Regions from separate parts of the Drosophila melanogaster genome. Here region 1 is linked to region 2. The links are chromatin contacts, called in public Hi-C maps. All regions are on one chromosome and are shown on one strand. The core of a region is the stretch at or near the end of the contact, and the rest is flanking DNA. Distances in the headings are between cores, read along the strand shown. Region 1 holds the start of CG15878. Region 2 overlaps sls (sallimus).

Region 1 (4,568 bases), core at 1,144-3,643, 140 kb before region 2:
GCAATGCACAATGTGGACCAAGATTCGATTCGTTGCCAAGGCTTAATTGATTAGCCTTGGCTAAGAGATCCTTTTCCCAATCGGTAAGGACCGGCCTGTCCGCACCACCCCGCCATCCCCGCCAAGTTGTCATTGCATTTAATTGCATTGCCAAAATAAGGATTCGGGCAACAACAATTAAATTTTATCATCGCACCTGGACGAACTTTTCTGCCAGTCAGGCAAAGGCAATCGAGGGCCGAACTTGTGCTGCTGCTGATGCCCCGTATAATTGAATTAATTTAAAATTGCCTAGAACAATTTTCGCTGCCGGGCTGTCATTAATTTTGTAAAAAGCAAAAGTTCTATTCTGTTTGCCAGCCATTTACAATTTTAATTGAATTTATCGCAAACTATTCAGCATTTTGATACCGCAGCAGGGTGATGTCGTGCGGCGGATTTAGTTCATAATTGGGATAAACAGGATGAGCCCATCGAAATGTGTTGTAAAGTGGTGGGGATTTGGGTGTGGAATTGCATTTTCATTGCAACTATGCAGTTATTAGTAATCACTTATTACTTTGCAACTCCTGCTGAATTAATTAGATATTTTAAACATCCTTTAAAACTGTTCAATGTTTGGAGTCTAAGCCAACTGTCGAGTGTTAATAGCCCGTGGCGTTGAATGTCCAATTAAAGACCGTATTAGGTTGCCATCGTTTGGATGAACAATTTGCATTTTTCTGGAGAAACAAAGGTAACGACAGCAAACACTCCTCTCACGACATCAATCACTTGGCCACACACAAAAATGCCAAGGCACATAGATCGCAATTAATTTACCCAAGCCAACCAGCCAGCCACCCAGCCTCAATTTGGCATGGAGTCAGTCAGCCCGTGTTTGCCCTCCTCCTGTTGCAGCTGCCAGTTGCATCTGCAACCGAGTCTATGCCGGCACAGTGTCTCCTCCTGGCAGCAGATACTCTCCGCTTTCAGCCATTCGAAGAGGACACCCATGGAATGCCGGCTCCATCGGAGCCATCGTTTCCATAGGATCCATTGGATACATCGGCATGACGTCGTCTGCCGTGTTTGCCTGCATGTCAAATTCTCATTTCATTGAAATCGGCAAATATTGACTAAGAACTTCGATGCAATCAACGCTGCCGGCGACTGTGACAAATGGGCGTGGCATGTCGACATCTCGGAGGCAAATCGATGTTGCCGGCATATTTGCATGGCAACGAAAGTGAAACTAGGCGAGCTGGAAAAGTGAAAAGTGAAAGCCCAAGGGAAAGCTTAAACTAATAAAGCGAGCAAAGAATCAACGGTTGAGTGAAAACCACTTGACCCAAAAGTCGTATTTTTCAAACTGACTTTGTGGGTCAGGTATGAAAGATAATATTGTTTTTAGGCTACAGAGCTCACCGCCAAGCGAATTAAATTAAGGTTACTATTTGAACTTCTAACTTCACTTGCATATGCATTTTATAATAAAATTCGTTGATTCTAGAATAAAGTTCTTAAGCACATCTGATGAGCTCTTAAAAACTCCATCTTATTAGTCCGGAAAACGAAACCACTTGGTTATTAAAACATTGCGGCAAATTGCTACGCAACTTTTGGAGTCAATAAACTAAACGGCCAAAACGGGCGAGGCCACTCAGGCGAATCCTGGCGGGTAAGGATAATCAGCACAGCTCAGACATCCTTTGAAGCCAGGTGGGGCGGAAAGAGAAACAGAAACACCTGGGAGCGAGTCAAAAAACAATTTCGCCTCATTATCATTTCAACATATTGTATGCCCAAGTGTTTCAAATTGTTCAAAGAGAGAGAGAGAGCAGGAAAACTCGAAGGACGAGTTGGGCTCCTGATGAAGAAGTTTTCCCTTTTCGTCCTCGTCTAAGGTTGTTGCTGGATGTCGGATGTTGCGGGCGGGATGTTGGTGGGTGGCAAGTGTAGGTGCTGCCGGAAATCACTATGCTCATAAATGCGCCATGAATAAATTAACTCGCTGAAAAGCAAAAGCCAAGCTAAACTAAAAGCCGAGCAAAACAAAGGCGAGTGGCTGAGCAGAGCCTTAGATTTCAAACGAATGATAATAATAATTGAAGCAGCGACCCAAGTACTTGCACAATGGTTAGGTAATAACGCTGTACATGTACATTAAACAAGCAAGAGTGTGCTGTGTATGAGTCGGCACTGAGAGAAAAATGTGATAAGATTGTAATTTACGATCATTCATTTTTCAAAAGGAGTTATTTTCCTAAAATTTTAAAGATACAAGAGGGAGTTAGTGGGACTTAAATTGGTGGCAGTTCCTTGATTCTATTTATTTATTTATTGATTTCTTCTATTCATTCCAGAGCAAAAAAGCAACGTAAGCGATAACAGTCTAAGCAACCGCTTAGTTGCTAGACAACATCAAAATTTCCAGAAACAACAGCTTTATCGATATTCCTGGTAGACCCCGGTGACCCTGGGAGTGTGTTCTCGACCCCCGACAGGAGCAGTCACACCCCGCCAAGATGTCCTTTCACCGGATCAATGTCAAACAAGCTTCCATAGCCGCCCGCCAGCGGCAGTCGCGGACGACCAGGATGACCCGGCACACCATTTTCAATTTGAAGAGACCCATTACCTTCCAGGTGCGCAAGTCGTTGGTGGAGTACGTGGACATGGAGCTAGCGGACATGGACACCTCCGTGTTCTATCAGCGCATCTTTATCCTGGCCAAGAACTGCCACTTGACGCCAGTTGTGTCCAACGAGGAGTTGCTCGCCGACGCGGTGGTGGAACAGGCTGAGCCTGAACCAGATGAAGCGGCGCCCATACAGTTCATGGAGGATGTGATCTTCGACAACACTGAAACGGAATCGCCCATGAACACGACGGCGGATCCAGCGCCCATTCCTGCACCGGAAGAAGGTGCGACGGAAACTGCAGAAGTAGTTACCCACATGTTCCGTTTCAGTGAAGACGATCCAGAAGAAGACTTTGTCGAAGAGGAGGAACTGGAAATGGACACCCAAGCACCCGATCAGCCCAAGGACTTCTTTGCCATCTTCAGCGAGCGCCTGCAGGAGCTGCATAAGCAGTGCAAGGCGCTGGCCATCACGCCGGATCCCATGTGCGGATTGTTTCTCCACATGGGCGAATACAGCATGCTGATGCTGGAGTCCTCCGAGGACATGATCGGATGCTTCACACGGGCCCTGGCCGATTGCTGTGAGACTTTCTGGTTGATGAATCGCGTCTTCCAGATCGAGGATCACGTGCAGGAGCTCTATACAAAAGAACTTATGTTTCGCCGCATCCCTTCCGTCTTTCTGAACGAGAAGTTCCCCACCTCCACGCCCACCGATGAGTATCTCATGGGAAAACAGCATCTGATCATCAAGGATAAGCTGCTGACCATCTGCCGGCTGCTCTCGGAGGGTCAGCAAGTGGATCCGGACGGGATCTCCACGCGAGAAAGCGACATGGAGGACGATATGCCAAAGTCAAAGTCCAAGAGCTCAATCCTAAGCGAACACTTGCCGGTGGAGGTGTTCCGGAAGCACCTGCCCGAGATCCAGCGCATCGAACTGGTTTTGGCATCCACACGATTCTACTACGAGTTGGGAGAGTTCGCCTGGCTCTACGGCCGGGTACCCTTCTCCCCCGACGAGGACGGTCTCTTCTGGCCCATACAGAGCAACTACACTCCTCCGAACATCTTCCGGCGCACTCCGTACGACATAAATCTCACATTTGGTGAGTATGCCGCGGAGGCTAGCAAGAGAAAAACCCAAGGAAGCCTGGTCGGAAGTATAGCTGACGAGGAGGAGGCTCCACCAAATGAAGAGACCCCGCCAAAGACAGAATAAGTGGTTCGGTAATTTGTAGTTGTATTTTAACCTTAGATTTTGTGTCCATTGTATTTTCTAAACCGTCAAGCGAACAAACTGTCAATTCTAAAGAATTCGCGCCTCAGCAAGTATGTTTGTTTTAGCATAAACCTAAAGATTTCGCGTACAAATAAAGAAATCCCATTTATAAAACAAGATTTTTGGTAAATATACTTTAGAAGCCCTGTTTTTTGAGTGTGTCGTCATCAAGAAGGAGCAGCAGTTGTCGCTGTTATCTCTGAACCTCGCGCTCGGTTACAATGTTTTCGGCATTGTGCACATGACTGCATCTCATCTGAGGGCAGGTGGATTGGATGGAGCTGGTGGCTGTCGGGTACATGAATGGGTGTGGGGTTTTCGGCTGTTATGTGGTTTCAGCCCATTCGGGGCTGTCTTGTTTTGGCTTGCCACTTGAATGGCTCGACTTTGTTAACATAAACATAAATTCGCGGTGTGAGTGCGCACATGTGTGGGCTTGGCTGGCGAATGGCTGAATGGTGCGCCTTTTAACATAAACCGCATCAGACGCCAGCTGTCAGTTGTAATACCGTCGGAGCTCCGGGCTTGCAGCTGTCAAAAGCCGCTGCTGCCATTTGGAGTCACTTGACAGTGGGCCAAAAGAACACGGCAGCTTATGGGTGATTGCGTGGGCTTAGGGTGGGACGACTTCGATGGGGTTAAGCAGAGTTTGGCTCGAGA
Region 2 (4,632 bases), core at 545-3,044:
GATCTAAAGCCACTGAAGGCCGTTTCGCAAGAGGTACAGAGCGACATATTATTCTCGCATGAGATAACCGAAGAACAGCACCAAGCACTGGAGACCATTGAGAAGCTAAAACCCACCTCTGCCATTGAGGACACCGTTCAGCAGAAACTACTGAGCCAGGAGGAGTTAATTATCGCGGAAGTTTTACCCTCCGAAACTGTGGGAAGGGATGTCACTGATGTTAGGCCACCGGGAGAAACTATTTCGCCTCGACTTACCCCCAACATGAGCCTTTGCATTACCGAATGCCAGCCGGAGGACTCTATAGGCGAAATGCAACAAGCTGCTAAAGAACGCATGGAGACACCTTCGATGTCGGTAACGGAATCAAAGGCAGTCGGTGGACAAGAACTGGAAGTTTTGGAGAACGTGGACCATATGCCATTAATAACCCAGCCTACTAAGGGATTAGCTGATTATACCATTAAAGCCGAGGAGGTTCCCGTTCAGGTGCAAGAAATTATCACTTTTGATAGTTTGGAAAGAGAAACGGTGGCCAAAACACAGACTGCCAAAAGTAATGCATTGGAATTATTCGAGTTATCTGAGGGTCTAGTCAGTAGCACCGCTGATTCTCATAGTCCAATAGCCGAGGATTTGCCTATTTTTGAGAAAGATGTAAAAGAAGCCACTATAGATATGCAAATGCAGCACCACGTAACAACTTCCGAAACAGTTTCCAATGAAAATGCAGTTAAGGATTTGAAAGCAGTTGATACCCCGAAAATGGCCGAGGGCACATTGGGGCAATCAAGTGCGTTAACTATTGGGGAAACGCAGCAGATGAATCTTGTAGAAACGACAGTTGAGCTTATCGAACCAAATGTAGAATCGACAAAACCAGCTAAGGGCGCCTTAACAGAGGCATATGGCACAGCCGAGAGTAACGAAGAGACCCTCCTCGAATCACTCGGTTTGGTACCAGACGATAATCGCAAGATAGAACAAGGAAAAGTAAATATTAGCGAAGGGGAGTATGTGGCAAAAGTTCAGACCACGACGGTGACTGACACTGAGGGAGAATTTGTTTCCGTAGCTCCAAAACTGGTGAATCCCAAATTCGATTTCGTCGAGCAATCTGCGTTGCAGATTAAGCAGGACACGACAGTGGAGAAGGAGGAAATTCTATCTTCCAATATAGAACTGGCACCACAGTTAGCTACATCAAATATGTTTCCTGCTGAGTTAAAGGTTACAAGCATATACGAAGTTCAACCAGGTCTGACATCAAGTGATATTATTACGGAGCAAACAAAGTCTGTATCAGCTAATCAAGTCTTTGAGACGATGTCGATTGGAGTTACTAGTAAGCCAGATATGTTAGAGAGTACTAGTCACATTGATGCCTTTCAACATCCTGAGTTCAAAACGGGGGACACAATTCTAGATGAAAACCAACAACCTTTGGAAGTAACAAACGTGCAGATAACCGAGTCAAGTACGGATATTATTGATGTCTTACCTAATCAAAAGCTTACTAAAGCCGAAACTGTCACCGATGGATTTAAATATGCTGAGGGCCTAGTTGTACTTCCGATGGAGTCGACAATCGATAAAACCGAAGATACCAAACCGACGGCGGTAAATGCAGATATTAGCATGCATCAACAATTTGGAACAGATGTTAGAGAGCAGGAGCCGCTAGAAAGTACTCTAACACGCACAGAGGATCTAAAGCCTCAGACACAAACAACAGAAAGCCAGTTTGGGTTGCTGCAATCTCTGGAAACCAGCTCATGTGTTACCTTAGAGGGAGAAAGCGTTCTATCAGTTAAAGAGCGCCATCCTGAACAAAGCGCTGCCATTGGAACTTCGTCAGCTCTGCAAGTGGCCAATATCACGAGGCCCCAGCATATGGAATCTTTGGATAGACTAGATGAACAGAAGGTGCCTTATTATCAGGCAAATGTTAATATTGGGGAAATCACTTTACCGAACGTTGAGAAAATCGATTCGTTTGATGTTCTAAGCGATTTGAATACACCAGATTACAATAAATCATCTAAAGGTCGTGTACAGTTAATTGAAAGCACAACATCGTTAAAAACGACAACAGCTGTTGTAAGTGAAAGTACAGAAGAATTAAAGGACTTAAACATTACTCAGCCAGTTCATATTAAGCCAAAGCCTTATGAATCTGATCAGAAAATCTCCATTTCCGAGCAGACAAATGTTCTCGAACATGTTTCGAGCCTGAACCCAGTATTACCCGCATTGGAAACGATCCAATCTTCAATAAAAAGTTTGCACGAGATAAATGTAAGAGAGACTGATATTTTAGAGAAAGAGGAGTCCCTGAAAGATGTTGATCATATAAGTGGCCGTCTGGCTAAAATTATTTTGGACTGCACGACAGGCATCGCACAAGTTCGACAAGAAGAAACACTCGAGCATGAGGAGGACCTTAAAGCTCCCTTAATTCCGCTGGAGAAGGCAATACCTGCTTCTTCAGAGTTACATCGGTTGCCTCTAACTGAATACGTGCAAGAACAACAAGGTACCAGTGACATGACGGACTTTAAAGTTTCAAACAAATGTGCATCTCCTAATATTGATCATTTATATGAAACAAAGTCATCTGAAATGATTGTATACGACTCTTCGATAAATTCAGTTGATTCCGAGTTTCCAGCTGGTATAGTGCCTCAAAAATCTCTAGTTCCCTTTCGGCATACAATGGTGACAGAAAACGTTGCCTTTAATGCATCTGAAAATTTCGAAATCTTATCTGCCGATCAACAAATTGCCACAAATGTGCAGGATAGCCTAAGTCAATCAATAATCGCAGAGGATCAAATTGCATTTGAAACTGAACAAAATCTGGGTCTTGAAACTACACCGACCCACAAACCCAAACTTCTTAAGGATGACCAAAATCTTCATGCGAAGCTCGTGGACGAAGCAACAGTATATGAAGCCATGGGACAGGAGCAAAAAGTTGATAAATATAACATACAACAAGCGGAGATCACTCACGATCTACCTCAAGTTTATGCAACCGATCTCCAACAAACTTTTGAGGCTGAAAAAGAGATTACGACTCGTGAGCAATCTTATGTGGCAGCAACAACTGATATTATTCCATCGCGGCTCGGTTTAGCGATGACTACAAAGACGCATCCTGTTGAAGGAATTGATGTTCTGTTAAGTTCGCCTCCAAAACCATCGCTTGCGCAGACAAACTATGAAGAAACACAGCATGAAGTACGCGTCAGAGAAACCCAAGCGATAGAGGAATCCGAGGAACTCACAGATGGACGATTACTTCCGGTTTCTGCTGTCGAGTCGATAGACAGTACGTTTAAGGTGACATCAGATTCTCAACAACCACCAGTTTTCGATAAGGAGTTGTCAATACCGACTGTATCTCCTTTGGAGGCCAGAGCAAAACCATCTTTAAATCTACTTCAAGGCACCACCACATTCGATGTCATTCCCTTAGAATCATCTGTACTTCTTAAAGATACGCATGTCGCTGTGCAGAAGGCGCAACAGGAGTATGTCGCTCAGGTGGAGTCAAATAAAGTTCACGTTCAAATGGATAATCTAGTTATGCATAAGGAAGATATTTTTGAAAATGCCGAAATAGAGAATTTTTGTAAACCAATTACCGAAGGCACTCAGCTGGAAACAGTTGTTATTGAAGTGGTGCCAATAGATAATGTGGGTGGTATTCATTTAGCCCCACAGCCATCTACATTATTAGCCACTTTAACGTCTACCGATATAGTCAATCAATCGCACGTTATAGATACACAAGTTCCCTTAGAAATGGAAAGTGAAGCTCAAGCTCCTTTAGACAACATTGCCCAAGCTAGGATTAAATCAGCTGAAGACCACGTACACACAAACGTGTCTGAGGTTAATGTTTACGAACAAACTAAAGCAATTCAAGATCAAAACAAACATGGCTTATTTGTTAAGGTATCGAAGAATTCTGATACGAGCAAAGCTTATTTAACAACAATACAATCGACATTCTTAAAAGAGGACATCCTACCTAAACCTAACATTCTTCAGGACACAGCTCAAGCTGCTGCTGATGAACTTCAATCTTTGGTAACCGAGGAAGTCGTTAGCGTTAGCTCTATTCAAGAAACATATGAACTTAAAATTCCACTGCAAAAAACAGCTAACTTAACTCAGCAAACTCCACAGAATTCTGTAAATGTTTGTCAGCAACTTGCTTATGAAGAAACACCTGATATTGCGTTTGAGCCGCACGCATTAACGCGAGCAACTACTAGTTCTGTACCGACATTTCTTAAGCCAGCCGAAAATGCAACTGTTAATATTTATGAAAACATTGAAGGGCATGGTGATTTTAAGCCGGGAACTGTAAACCTGACTTCCAATTCAAATTTGAATTCTGAGTTAGTGGTTTCGGTAGTACAAGAGGTGACATCGGTACCATCTTTGGGTAGCCTTGCAACGGTCGAACCCCAGGAGCTAAAAGCAATGCCAGTTACAAAATCATCCACAAACCTTGCTTACAGCGAGGAAGGTGGGATTCCATATGTACAGATTACTGTAGAAGAAGCTAAATTGGTTAACACTCGGGCAGACGTAGAAGAAAACATAACTTCTGTCACG

What was found. A called contact is a pair of places that touch in the nucleus more often than the background predicts.
Region 1: a contact with region 2 is called in a Hi-C map of the OSC cell line, with 3 times the contacts expected there. The contact joins the promoter of CG15878 here to the enhancer-like site in region 2. A contact is called at or near these places in 17 of 107 Hi-C or Micro-C datasets (the Clone 8 cell line, the D17-c3 cell line, the Kc167 cell line and 8 more).

What each region holds. Positions count from the first base shown.
Region 1 is chr3L:2,210,328-2,214,895 of dm6, reverse strand. It overlaps CG15878, which reads left to right and starts at 2,393. Exons shown (of 1, transcript NM_139442.1): 1 at 2,393-4,023. The coding sequence starts at 2,508. The coding sequence ends at 3,848.
Region 2 is chr3L:2,070,388-2,075,019 of dm6, reverse strand. It overlaps sls (sallimus), which reads left to right. Exons shown (of 31, transcript NM_001274385.1): 17 at 1-4,632. Among named protein-coding and RNA genes, the nearest start is that of CG42355, 34 kb to the right of the region's middle. Within about 2 kb of position 1,794, at least 9 of the 39 cell types and tissues checked have an H3K27ac peak or open chromatin away from gene starts, as enhancers often do. A contact at or near this core is called in pupal leg imaginal disc and wing imaginal disc, where this site is marked.